Linked DNA regions of Mus musculus: regions 1, 2 and 4 are each linked to region 3. A link is a contact called in public ChIA-PET and HiChIP or PLAC-seq data. All regions are on one chromosome and are shown on one strand. Each heading gives the region's core, a stretch centred on a gene start, on an enhancer-like site or on the middle of the called end of the contact. The rest is flanking DNA. Distances are from core to core; before and after follow the strand shown. Region 1 holds the start of Aqp9 (aquaporin 9). Region 2 holds the start of Aldh1a2 (aldehyde dehydrogenase family 1, subfamily A2). Region 3 holds the start of Rnf111 (ring finger 111). Region 4 overlaps Gm32511 (predicted gene, 32511).

Region 1 (2,992 bases), core at 34-2,533, 660 kb after region 3:
AAAAAAAGCCTGAGGCCAGGGCTCACACCAGTTCAGAAAGTAGCAATAGTTTCTGGTCTCTGTTTTATTCTTTGTTTTGTTTGTTTTCATAGCTGAGCCAATCTCTTTTTGAGATTCTTAGGCCTGTCCATGTTTAACTCTATGAAGTTCAATTTAAAGACCTTGAGAGATTTGCTCAAGTCAAGTTCAATCAAAAGGGAGAAATTATATGAAACCAACACAAGGCTACACACACACACACACACACACACACACACACCATACTAACCCCAAGTTCTGATTTACTAAGTAGGTCCGGTGAGATGACTCACGAGATAAAAGTCCCTGTTGCCGGGCCTGATGACCTGAGCTCCATCCCTAGAGTCCACATGGTGGAAGGATGGTGGAAGGAGAGCTGACTCCAGCAGGCCATTTTCAGATGCACTTGTGTGCATTGGTGCACACACATAAATAAATAAATAAACAAACAAACAAACAAATAAATAAAACTGCCAGGCCATTTTCAGATGCACTTGTGTGCATTCGTGCACACACACAAATAAATAAATAAATAAATAAACAAACAAACAAACAAACAAAACTGCCAGGCACCTCTCTTGGCAGCCTGTTCCACGCTATCTATTGACCATTAATGTTTGTTTCAGATGACTCAGTCACCAAATGGGAAGCAATGTCTAGCAACTCTTTCATCATAAAAGCCACTTTGAGACATTTTAAAATGAAGAAGTACTCCCCTTCCCCCTTCTCCACTCCTATCAACTGTCTTGGCTACACGTTAAGAGCGAACGAAGCTCTTAATGGTCACCAAATAGTCAAGTAACCTAGAAAGTGACTTGCTGCCTCCTAGAAGGGACTGGAACTGATAATCAGGGAAAACAAAAAAACAAACGCCCTGCTCCAGACGCCTGGCAGCCAGGAAGGCGGGGTTAGGTCTGAACTGGGAAAATGGAAATCGAGCAATACTCACAATCATTATAAAGGTGCCCAGGAACTCAGAGAGTGTCTCCTTAGCCAGACAGCTCTTCAGGGCCAGCCTCTGCACGAGGTTCTTCTTGGCTCGGTCCTTCTCAGAAGGCATCTTGGGGTTTCTGCCAGAGGTAAGCTTTCCACCAAGGTCTGCTCGCTCAGTTTCCTGCCTTCACTACCACATGAAAACCAAACCAAACAAAAAAGAATTTTAAAAAAACCAAGCTCACTTAGCTCTGCACGGATCTCTGGAGGCGACTAAAGAGATACCTGACTGTGTCAGAGAGCCTGTCCTAATTAGGAACTGTGACTTAATCCTTGTCTGCCTCTGCTGTCAGCCCCTCCCTCCCTCCCAGCTCATTGCTATTTGTTTGCATTAATGAGTTATAATTCCAAATCCTCAAAATGACTCTTTTTGTACTTGACAGATTAATCATTACCTTTATTCTCTGTTCTCTGGCTACTTTTTCTCTGTTGGCTTTCTTTCTTTTTTTTTTTTTTTTCCAGGAGATGAGAAAAGAGATGCTACGTTGGTTGGGTTGCCAAACCAGAGATGGGCCTTGGTCCAGAAGAGATTTACCTGTTACACAACTTCAGCCTTCTGATGATTTGTTTTCTCCTATTCGGAAGTGGGCAGTTTGGGTGTAATTTAGAATAGTTCAATCAGGTATAGACACCTTCACTGTGAACATTCTCTCCTGAAGGTTTTCTTCCAAACTGGAGAGTGTAAGGGAAAGAGACTAGGCTGGCTCTAGTAGTGCCTCGGGGAGTTCATGGGACTGCTGGAGTCTTTCTGAAGGGCTCCAGAAATAACTAAATTAACTTATGGAAGGGCAGTTTAAAGGCTCCGAAATGTAAGTTTATGGGGCATTGGGTTAGTGCTGCCTTTAATCCCAGCGCTGGGGGTAGGGTGGGGGGTGAGGTGTGTGTGTGTGTGTGTGTGTGTGTGTGTGTGTGCAGAGACAGGTTGATCTCTGTGAGTTCAAGGGCCCAGCCTGGTCTACATGAGTTCCAGGACAGTTGGGGCTATATAGAGAAACCCTGTCTTGAGAGGAAAAAAGGGGGGGGAGGAGGGAGGGAGGGAAAGAGGGGGGAGGGGAGGGGAGGGTGTTAAGGTGTTTATGGGACAAGATGGGAACTCCCTCTTGTTCACTGAAGTGGTCTCCCTATCTGGTAAACAGAGTTTAGGATTCAAGAATCAGAAAGATAGAGAAAGCAGAGGACTGGAATTCTAGCCCTCTGACCAGTCAATCCCATCCCAGTTAAAGAAGAGAGGAGTAACTATGCCCCACTAAGGTATCTAGTTTAAATCTGATGAATTAACATCCTCACAGGCAACAGACTACATCTTATAATAGCTTCTTGACCTGATCAATAAGCAAGCCCTGATTTCCAAAGCTGGTTTGTCTGAAAAGACGGAATTGGAGGCAGTAGTCTCTAAACACCCCCAGGCAGTCCACTGACTTGAACCCATGCTATGCTCCCTCCCTCCCTCCCTCCCTCCCACCCTCCTTCCCTCCCTCAGAGCAGCCTGCCCAGTTCCCAGTCTTCTTTGGGGCCCTCCTCTACCTTTGCAGGAGGCCCTCAATCATTTCCAGCTGAGGAGGCAGGCTGGAAGGGGTGAGGGGAGGCTGTGAGCAGAGCAGCTGGGAAGAGCCCAGAGGCAGGATCAAACACCTAAGCTGCAGGTAAAGTTTACAGTTCAGACCGAAGAGGTCAATACTATAAATTTAAAAAATAAATAAATAAAAAACAATCTAGCATTTCGACTTTAATTCCTGATTAAATGGTCATGATGAGGATGTAGCTGAAACACCCAGAAGTTTGCTTTAACTCCTGGTTAGGTGATCATGGATAGCTTTGTCTTGGAGAGTTTCCTATGACCACATTATGCCCAAGTCCTGGTGGCTCGACCAGAGGAACAGGACTTTATTGCTCTGACTTCAGCTAATAAGACACAAAGCGTGTTCTTCAGAGTCCACGCTCACTCACCTGACAAATATTTATGGCATACTTGCTGTGTGCC
Region 2 (2,802 bases), core at 58-2,557, 710 kb after region 3:
CAGCGTTCTAGGCAAGCACTCTACCTACAGAGCTACCTCCCCACCATTCTTCTTATTCTTTCTCAGTCTTCTACAGCTTAAATAAAGGCGATTCTTAGGAGTATATTCGGTTATTAAGACACACTCTTTGGCCATAAACGTTCCCTGTGAATAGGAATTTTTCAACTGCCTAAATTAGGCTGTATTGTTGCTCTAGGACGACGACGTAGTGCTTGCTCGGTCACTTTAGGCAGATACCCTATAAAGAGTTCTCGGAGCCTGGAACTTGTCTCACAAATTCAATTAAGACAACAGCATTCTGTCTGCACAGAATCTAAGCACCAATCATTTACGGAATTTTAGTTAATGAACACATCTAAAGTAAGTGTTTTGTAGTGAACAACATGCAAAGAAATGATTGAGCAAGAGCGAAGCAGTTGCTTGGGAGTTGAGAGTCTTCCATAGAAAAACAGGAAGAGTCAGGTTGGATAAGGCTGTGGGATTTTCATGGGGATAGAGGCAGAAAGCCCTATAAAGAGCTATCTATATGGGCTCGTGATATTGGTCCAATGATTCTCCCACGCTATCTGGAGTGAACTGTCTAGGCTACTGATTCCTGATCAGCGCCCATCTTTACTCAACTATAAGGCTGCTTGTAAGACGAGAAGGGATGGAGATGGAAGCTCAACCCGGAGATTCTGACAGGAAGAGCAACAGAAAATCCCAAGTGTTTCCCGGTGTGGATGGGAAGAGGAAAGGAAAGGGCTGGAAGGAGACCATCAAGACCTGGAATATCCAGGCAACCCAAGGCAGATGAAGCCCACGGCCTCAGGCACAACTAGGCCGCGGGGCCGGCAGAGGGCAGCAGTTGGGCTGAGAAGCCTGGTGGGGGCCAGCGCGGCGTCGGCGGTTCCAGAAGGTTCTCCTTGGGAGTGTGGGGAGCATCTATCACCCCACCCAGCGGCCACGCGCCCCTCGCGCCACGCGGAAGGCTGAGCGAAAGCTCTTTCGGGCTGCTCGGGACCCCGGGGGAGGAGAAGAGCGAGTGTTAGGAAGGGCGCGGGGCTCGGCGGGGCCGCGGCTCGGGCGCCTCTCCTCCCGGCCGACCAGCGCTAAGGCTCGCGGGGCTGCCATCGGCCAGCGCGGTCCCGCCGAGGCTGCGCTCCGGCCGTCGAGGCCCCCCCGGGCGCGCCCGCGGGAGCGTGGGCCGCGGACTTGACCGTGCGGGCGCCGCGCGCGGCCGTATGCAAATGTCCTCCTGGGCCGGCCCCCCGCGCCTGTGGGCCGCACGTCCAATAAGAAGCGCCCCCCGCTTGACACCTGCCTATATACAGCGAGCGCGCCCCGGCCGCGCAGCGCCCCGCGCACACCCACCCGTGGCCGCCCATGACTTCCAGCGAGATCGCCATGCCGGGCGAGGTGAAGGCCGACCCCGCCGCGCTCATGGCCTCGCTGCAGCTCCTGCCGTCGCCCACGCCCAACCTCGAGATCAAGTACACCAAGGTAAAGCCGTCCGGCGGACGCTTTCTGGAAGCATCCTCTGGATCCCTTCAGAGGCCGGGGGCCCGGAGGTCGCCTGTCATCTCCGCGCCTCCGCGGGGACCGCGATGCGGGCTTCTCAAGTCCCGCCCCGGTTTAGGGAGCGTCTTGGGAGAACCGGTCCCAAACAGAAGGCAGCGCGGGGATCGCCAGCGGCGGCGGACGGTGGTGACGACCTCGGGACTGCCTGGGGAGGTGGGATTTCCCAGAGCAGACCTGGGTCTGGTTCTGGAGTCCCCTATGACTCTTTAGAGCCGGCTAGGGTCCGGTCCTAGATGTCCCTAGGGCAGAACGAGGCTTAGTTCTGGGGTCCCTTAGAGCTCAGGGCAGACCGGAGTCCGGTTGTGCGAGCCCCCAAGTTTTATCAGAGCAAATGGAGTTTGGCTCTGGGGTCCCCCAGGTCTCCTCAGAGCAGTCCGGGCTCTGGCTTGAGGAGGGTGTTCCCCTGGGTTTCCTCAGAGCCCACCGGGGTGCAGTTCTCCCTGTCCCTCGGTCTCAGAGCAGAGTGGGGTTCACCGCCAGGGTGGCATTGCGGTCCGGTGTCGCCCCGCGGTCCCTCGGGTCCGGAGGTGCGCGGCCGCGCGGGCTTATCTTCCCTCAGAGCGGAGTCGCTGAAGGGTTGTCAGGACCGGAGTCCCACAGACTTCGCGGGGACCTGGCCGAGACGCAGTAGGTCTATGCCAGGATTTCCTCGGGATTTTGTAGGCAATGGACATTTTAGAAAAAGGGAAAATAACTCAAGTCACATAAATTAGCGAGCTCACTTTTGCACTGATAAGCCTAATGATTTTTTTCCTAACGAATTCTGACATCTTAGTTTGTCAAGCACGAATTATTGTTGTTAAACTGCATTAAAAAGCAATACACGCCTGCTGCCCCATGTGACTTGATCCCCTACCACTCCACCGTTCTCAGGGAAAAAAAATCCACGGGGGAAATTTGTGAAATACATACACAAAGGGATTGAATGTTATAGCAAAAAGGCGACTGTAGCCTTTAAAGCCACACTTCTTGAGAGTTCATTTTAGAATTTTTTTTTTTAATTTGATTTTCATTCCTACCGCAAACTCTCGCCAGTTAACTGCAGCGCGCGCACACGATACAGCTGATAAGTGTTCCATCGCGGGCATTACACTATACGCGAAAAGCAGAGAAGTTAAGTTGTTCGCATGTGACAACTGTTACGGTTGAAAGAGAAATGCAAAAACATCGTTTCTGAATTTTTGTTGCATTGAGTTTCAGAATAAGGATTTGTAGGATTCGTATTTTTGAATGTGGATTTAA
Region 3 (2,946 bases), core at 59-2,558:
AGTAAAATCAGAATTCTTGAAAGGACATCTGTATTAAGTCACGTGAGAGCTATTGCAAAGACAAATGGTAAAGATATGAGGAACCTCTGTTCATCTTTTTTTTGATTTTGCTCTCTTTGGTTAAAGAGGTCCCCAAAACAAGAAAATTAAAGATAAAAGTGCCAAATGGAACTAAGTTTGGATCAAGTCAGGTTCAAGAGCTGTCAGAACTCTGACAATGAGGTCTCTGTCAGCTGGCTCACTCACTGCTACTCAGGAGTTCTAAACTCATTCTGTACATAAATCAAGGAACAGGAAAGCTCTCAACAATACAATGGAGTCACCCCAGACATGAGCAAATTAAGTGAAGGCGCTAGCTACAACTTCCTGGTTTTTTGGTTTTTGGTTGTTGTTTTTTTTGGACGCTAAAAAGTCACACTTTTTTTTTAAAATTATCTATAAAGCTCTATAATCTAAGAAGTGTGGTGACAAACCTCTATTTCTCCAGAACAAAAACCGATATTTCCACCGCACCACTGCTGACTCCGATCAATTATCTAGGCAGGATAAAGAAAACATCTTTTTTTAATGACTAACCAGCCAACTCCACACAATATCAGACGCGCCTGTCTTCTGCTCCGCGGACTGCGCGTGCCCGCCCGCACCGGGCGGCTCCCGGCTCCAGCCGGGGTTACCTTCCTCACTCCATTGTCACCCCCACTCCTCGGCCCTGAGCCCCAGTCCCGCTGGCGAGCGGCGGCCCCGGGGCGCAATCCCCTCACCCACCCCCTCCCAAGAGGCCGTGGGTGTGTCCGCGGGCGGACTCTTGCCCGGACACAATGAGCCACTCCGCGCCGTCCGGGACCCGCGGTCATTCCCCTGTCGCCGACCCGGGCCGGCCGCCGCGGCCCTTCCTCTTTCTCCCTCCTGCTCGGCCCCTCCCCCGCCGCGCGCAAGCGCCACCGCGCCGCTCCCCTCCCCCGCACCCCCCCCCCTTCCGCCGGCGCCCTCACCCGAGTCCGCAGGCCCCGTGCGGCCAGGTCCCGGACTCGCTGGCGCGGGGCTGGGGAACAGCGCTCGGCCGGGTGAGGCTGAGGCGGGCCGGGCGGCTCTCCTCAGGAGGGCGTCTGTCAACACCGCCGCCGCGGAGCGTGAGGCTGAGCCTGGCTCGGCTGGACCCGGCTCCGAGCACCCGATCGCGGCCCACGCGCGCTCGCGACCCTGAACGGCCGGCGTGCCTTACGCCGCGCAGCACCAGCGCCCCGCCACCATCGCCGTCGCCGCCGCCGCAGCCTGGGCCGGCCCTCCCCGACTGCGCGAGCGCGACACCGGGGCCCTTTTACGACAGTTCGGAAAGCGAGCGCTCCGGACCCTCACGCCCTCTCACAGCAGTATGTCTGCGCATGTGCGGGCCAGGGACCGCCCCCCTGCGTCCCAGTCCTTCCTCTTTGCACTGGCTTAGGCGAACTGTTGGCCCAGTGGGACTAAGTTAAAAATAAGGTGGTTGGGTTCACTTTCTTCCGTGATTTCGGGCTCAACAGTGCTTCAGCATAATTCCGCCTACGTACTGGTTGCTTTTTCTCAAACTAAAAATTATTCCAGCTTACTGATTGCACTAGTCGCGCCTTTAAATAAAAAAACAAAAAAACACGGGTTAGTGTCTTTCTCAGCAGATGATACCCAAAACAGAGATCTCATCTCACTGGTGAAGTGAATTTTCAAAATCATTTCAAATGTATTATTAGGTAGCCTGGGAGCTATACAATCGCAGATGACTTCTTAATTGCCTCACAAAACCCAGAAGATTGCAGTTTTTATTGTGTGCCCTAGAAGGATGTAAGGACAGAGAGTGGGCTCTGCAGTCAATCAGACAGATTTCCGGTCAGAAAGCAAAGTGAGGGTGCCCAAGCTGACTTATTAACACCTTTATAAATCTCAGTTTCCTCTTCTATAAAACATGATAGCCTTATATGCTTCAAAATGATCTTGTGAGGTCAAATATGACGACTTAAAGTACCTTATATTACCAATTAAGTATTTAACAAGCATTAATAACCTCCTTCTACATCAGCTCGTCGATAATATTCACTCATGTTCTCCATATTTAGTGAAGGTGATTTTTTGGCTTGGTTTGGTTTGGTTTTGGTTTTTCGAGACAGAGTTTCTCTGTGTAGCCCTGGCTGTCTTGGAACTCACTCCAGAGACTCAGAGATCCACCTGACTCTGCCTCCCAAGAACTGGGAGTATTTTTAAATTTTAAAAGAAGAAGAAATGGAAAACATTGGATTTGGATTTCCTCAGCCTCCCTAGTTGCTGCCCTCTACAAGTAGAATTCTATCGGGACTATCAAAGCCCAGGACTTTTTTGTTTTGTTTTGTTTTGTTTTGTTTTGTTTCCGGGCTTGGTTAGGTTTGGTTTTTTTCGAGACAGGGTTTTTCTGTATTGCCCCGGCTTTCCTGGAACTCACTCTGTAGACCAGGCTGGCCTCGAATTCAGAAATCTGCCTGCCTCTGCCTCTGCTTCTGGGACTAAAGATGTGTGCTTCTTGGGTTGGGGACTTTAGGTTAGAGGCAAGACTTGTCTGTTCTGATCAGGTAGAGTTTTTGAAGTGTCTAATGTTTACCCAAAGGCTTGAACTTAGTTGGTTGTTGAGTGTGTTAATCTAAAACTAAGTAGACCACTGGGCTAATGATGGAGATTCGGATTCATTAACTTACATTTCTGACAGTTGAAGCAAGCATTTTGGTAAGGTCAACCAGAGTAGAAATGAGAGGAAATAGATATGTGGAATGTTTGTTATTTAAAGAGCTGAAGTGAAAGGAAATTCTAGGAGGAGTTGAATGTGTTAGAGAGGGAGGGAGGGAAGGAGGAAGGAAGAGAAATTGAGTCAAGATATATAGGTAGTAAAAAATTAGGAGGAAATTTAGCAATAAAGAGTATGATCATGGATTCATGAAATGCTGTTGG
Region 4 (2,715 bases), core at 123-2,622, 680 kb after region 3:
TGTCAAGCAAAATTAAATTTACATAAAAGAATTAATAGAAATGCTGCATACTAAATATGGCTCTTCTCTGAAAGTAGATTTTTAATCGAGTGGAACTGGTTGAGACTCAATATGTTGTCTTCATGCTTGGCAAGATGGCACTTAAATAATCCTGACTCTCAAAAGTCTGAGGCAGGAAAGTTGAAAGTTCAAGGTCAACCTGGTCTACAGAGTAAGTTCCAAGACAGCTTGGGGTCCATAGTGAGACCCTGACTCAAAGGAAAAATGAGAAAGGGGGTAAGGGAAGGGAAAGAGAGAGAAGGGGAGGGGAGGGGAGAGAAGAAAAGAGAAAAAGAGAAAGAGAAGGAGGAAGAGGAGGAAGGGAGGGAGGGAAGAAGAGAAACAAAGGTCCTGGAAGATGTCTCACATTCCAAGTTCACTCTGGCTTAGAACCAGGATGCCCACTTTTCAGTTTACAGTGTGAAAGGTGGCTGTTTTACTCCTGTTGGCACTTGTGCATGCCTCCTAGGCAGAAAATTCTACACATGTGGGGTCTTAGAATCTTAGAAAACATGGACTGGAACAGGGAACTGGCTGCCTTTACCTGCTCCTCAAAACCTTATAACCAAAGTTCTCCTGTACCTAAAGGCTACTCCCCCCAAAAAGGAGTTACTTCACACTCCATACCTGGGGTTTCTACTTCCTGGTCCCAAGATACATCTTCCCAAAGTTAATGCCTTCCATCTTGGGATTCTATTTCATACTCTTCTTTCCTAAGCCAGGTTTTGACCTTATGAATCTTCTCCTACTTTGGATCCGTAGGTCTCACCTTTCCTAATGCTGCAACCCTTTAATACAGTGCCTTTTGTTGTGATGATCCCCAACCATAAAATTATTTAACTGCTACTTCATAACGGCAACTTTGCTACTAATTATGGGCCATAACGTAAGTATCTGATATGTAAGAAATTTGATATTTGACCTCTGTTAAAGGGTCATTCAATCCCCCCAAAAGGGTTGTGACCCACAGATTAAGAACCACTGCTTTAGATAGTGCTGCTCCTCACAAATCTTGGCAGTCACTATGCCTTCCCATACGTAACCCAGAAACCCTTTGTAACTCACAGTCCAGCATCCTCACTCTCATCACTTTGCCTTGGAGGGGATCCAGACCCTGGCCCAGTTGAGGTACTTGCATTAATTTTGGGGACCTACCCCAGAAAGGAACCAGTTCCCTGGTCATGACAGGCACTCAGGGCAAGCAGTGATGGAGATCTTTTCTTTGCTTTTGAGAGAGATTAAGAGTTCAGGCTTGATCCTAAAGACCCCAGAGTTAGAGACCTTGGTTTCCTCTTTCTCTTCTAGCACTTAGCAGTTATGAAACTTTCAATGGGGAAGAGCAGTTTTGCCCTTCAGTTTCCCCATTTGCACAAAAGAGATTATCATAATGCAAACCTTACAGGCCAGCTCTGTGTAGTAAATTAATTATATAGTCACCATTCATGGGATGCTTAGTACTTACCACATGGTCACGTTTCTTTCCGTCAATACTTTTTCTAAATTCCAAATACCACCCCCCCCCCCACCCCGTGTTATCACGAATGGCAACATTGTGACCTCAGATGTTACAACATGCAAGTGAGTGATTATAGTTTCAGAATAACGCCCTGTTGATACACAATGCAGGGCAGATGAGATTAGATAGGATAAGCTTGTTTTACATTAGTTCCATGCAGATACCACTCAGTTCGATGAGGCACCCCAGAAATACTTTCATAAATATCATTCTGTGTTCCTTTATATCATAGCCAGGAAAATCATGATGTGAAAGGAGGCATTAAAGAGAACCCCCCCCCCAAAAAATGATACATACACAGTTCCTAGAAACTGGACACATGCCTTGCCGTGTTATCACAAAAAGATCTACATTCAAACTCACATCCTCTGGGTTTTTAACAGCTGGGCCCTGTTTCCAGCCTTGTCACTGCATTTAAAGAGTTGGAAAGGGGTTTCTTGGCACTTGCCTAGAATGAAGAACACTAGAGGAGTTTTGCTCTGTGCCAAGATTTTTTTAAGACCTGAATCCATGCTTTCCTTTAGATTGCTTGCTGCACCCTCTTCTGATGGATCTGTGAAACGCAACCTCGGGCCCTTTGGCTCCACTTTCTTCCTTGCTAGCAAAATAGTTCCCAACATTTTGGCCACATTCATAGATGACTACCAGGGGACTTATAAAATTTCTACTAAGACACCATGCGTTTATACAACTCGATTTTCTTTGAAACTAGTAGTTTTCATTAGTATCTTCAAGTATTCTGTGAAGCTGGTCCTTTAGCTTCTTTGGCTACTTTTAGGTTTCTCTTTGAGCCTCACCTCTGGTCTCTGGGTTTCCTCATACTCAACGCCACCCCAACCCCGCCTCTGAGACCTTGAGGGCTGGAACATCATGAAATTTGATTCTGATCTCACATAGCAACTGCTAAACCATATGTCATACCAGGGATTCTAACCCATCTTCCCCCTGAACTCTCATAGAACTTGTCGAGTAGCTAAGCTAGCTGGCCAGTGAACTCCAGTCATCTGTCTGTCTCTGCTTTCCTAGTATTTGGTTTATAAGTACACTCCACCATGTTTAACTTTTTCTTTTTGCGTGTGCATCCTGAGGATTTGAACTCAGGTCCCTGTGCCTCTCTTTTCTGACTGGGCCTTGTCCCCAGCCTTCACCTTACCCATTTC

The links. ChIA-PET counts read pairs in DNA pulled down with a chosen protein or histone mark. HiChIP or PLAC-seq counts read pairs in DNA pulled down with a chosen protein or histone mark.
Region 1: a contact with region 3 is called in an RNA polymerase II ChIA-PET map of memory CD8 T cells, with 22 read pairs. The contact joins the promoter of Aqp9 here to the promoter of Rnf111 in region 3. A contact is called at or near these places in 4 of 39 promoter capture datasets (the HPC-7 cell line, HPC-7-derived erythroid cells, erythroid cells and 1 more), 5 of 115 datasets of contacts at active chromatin or transcription factors (astrocytes, bone marrow-derived macrophages, forebrain and 2 more) and 1 of 9 other capture datasets (liver).
Region 2: an H3K27ac HiChIP or PLAC-seq map of large pre-B cells shows a contact between it and region 3, with 6 times the contacts expected there. The contact joins the promoter of Aldh1a2 here to the promoter of Rnf111 in region 3. A contact is called at or near these places in 2 of 39 promoter capture datasets (neural stem cells and pre-B cells) and 2 of 115 datasets of contacts at active chromatin or transcription factors (embryonic stem cells and large pre-B cells).
Region 4: a contact with region 3 is called in an H3K4me3 HiChIP or PLAC-seq map of bone marrow-derived macrophages, with 4 times the contacts expected there. The contact joins the enhancer-like site here to the promoter of Rnf111 in region 3. A contact is called at or near these places in 4 of 39 promoter capture datasets (the HPC-7 cell line, HPC-7-derived erythroid cells, erythroid cells and 1 more) and 6 of 115 datasets of contacts at active chromatin or transcription factors (astrocytes, bone marrow-derived macrophages, extraembryonic endoderm stem cells and 3 more).

The regions. Positions count from the first base shown.
Region 1 is chr9:71,162,006-71,164,997 of GRCm38.p6, forward strand. It overlaps Aqp9 (aquaporin 9), which reads right to left and starts at 1,284. Exons shown (of 6, transcript NM_022026.3): 1 at 968-1,284. The coding sequence starts at 1,078.
Region 2 is chr9:71,214,482-71,217,283 of GRCm38.p6, forward strand. Aldh1a2 (aldehyde dehydrogenase family 1, subfamily A2) reads left to right here and starts at 1,308. Exons shown (of 14, transcript NM_009022.4): 1 at 1,308-1,482. The coding sequence starts at 1,366. It overlaps Gm3458 (predicted gene 3458), which reads right to left and starts at 905. Exons shown (of 4, transcript NR_110518.1): 1 at 766-905.
Region 3 is chr9:70,502,467-70,505,412 of GRCm38.p6, forward strand. Rnf111 (ring finger 111) reads right to left here and starts at 1,309. Exons shown (of 15, transcript NM_033604.3): 1 at 993-1,309; 2 at 474-536.
Region 4 is chr9:71,178,104-71,180,818 of GRCm38.p6, forward strand. Gm32511 (predicted gene, 32511) reads left to right here. Exons shown (of 6, transcript NR_110517.1): 4 at 78-211; 5 at 802-925. Among named protein-coding and RNA genes, the nearest start is that of Gm32511, 11 kb to the left of the region's middle. Within about 2 kb of position 1,373, at least 22 of the 459 cell types and tissues checked have an H3K27ac peak or open chromatin away from gene starts, as enhancers often do. A contact at or near this core is called in bone marrow-derived macrophages and erythroid cells, where this site is marked.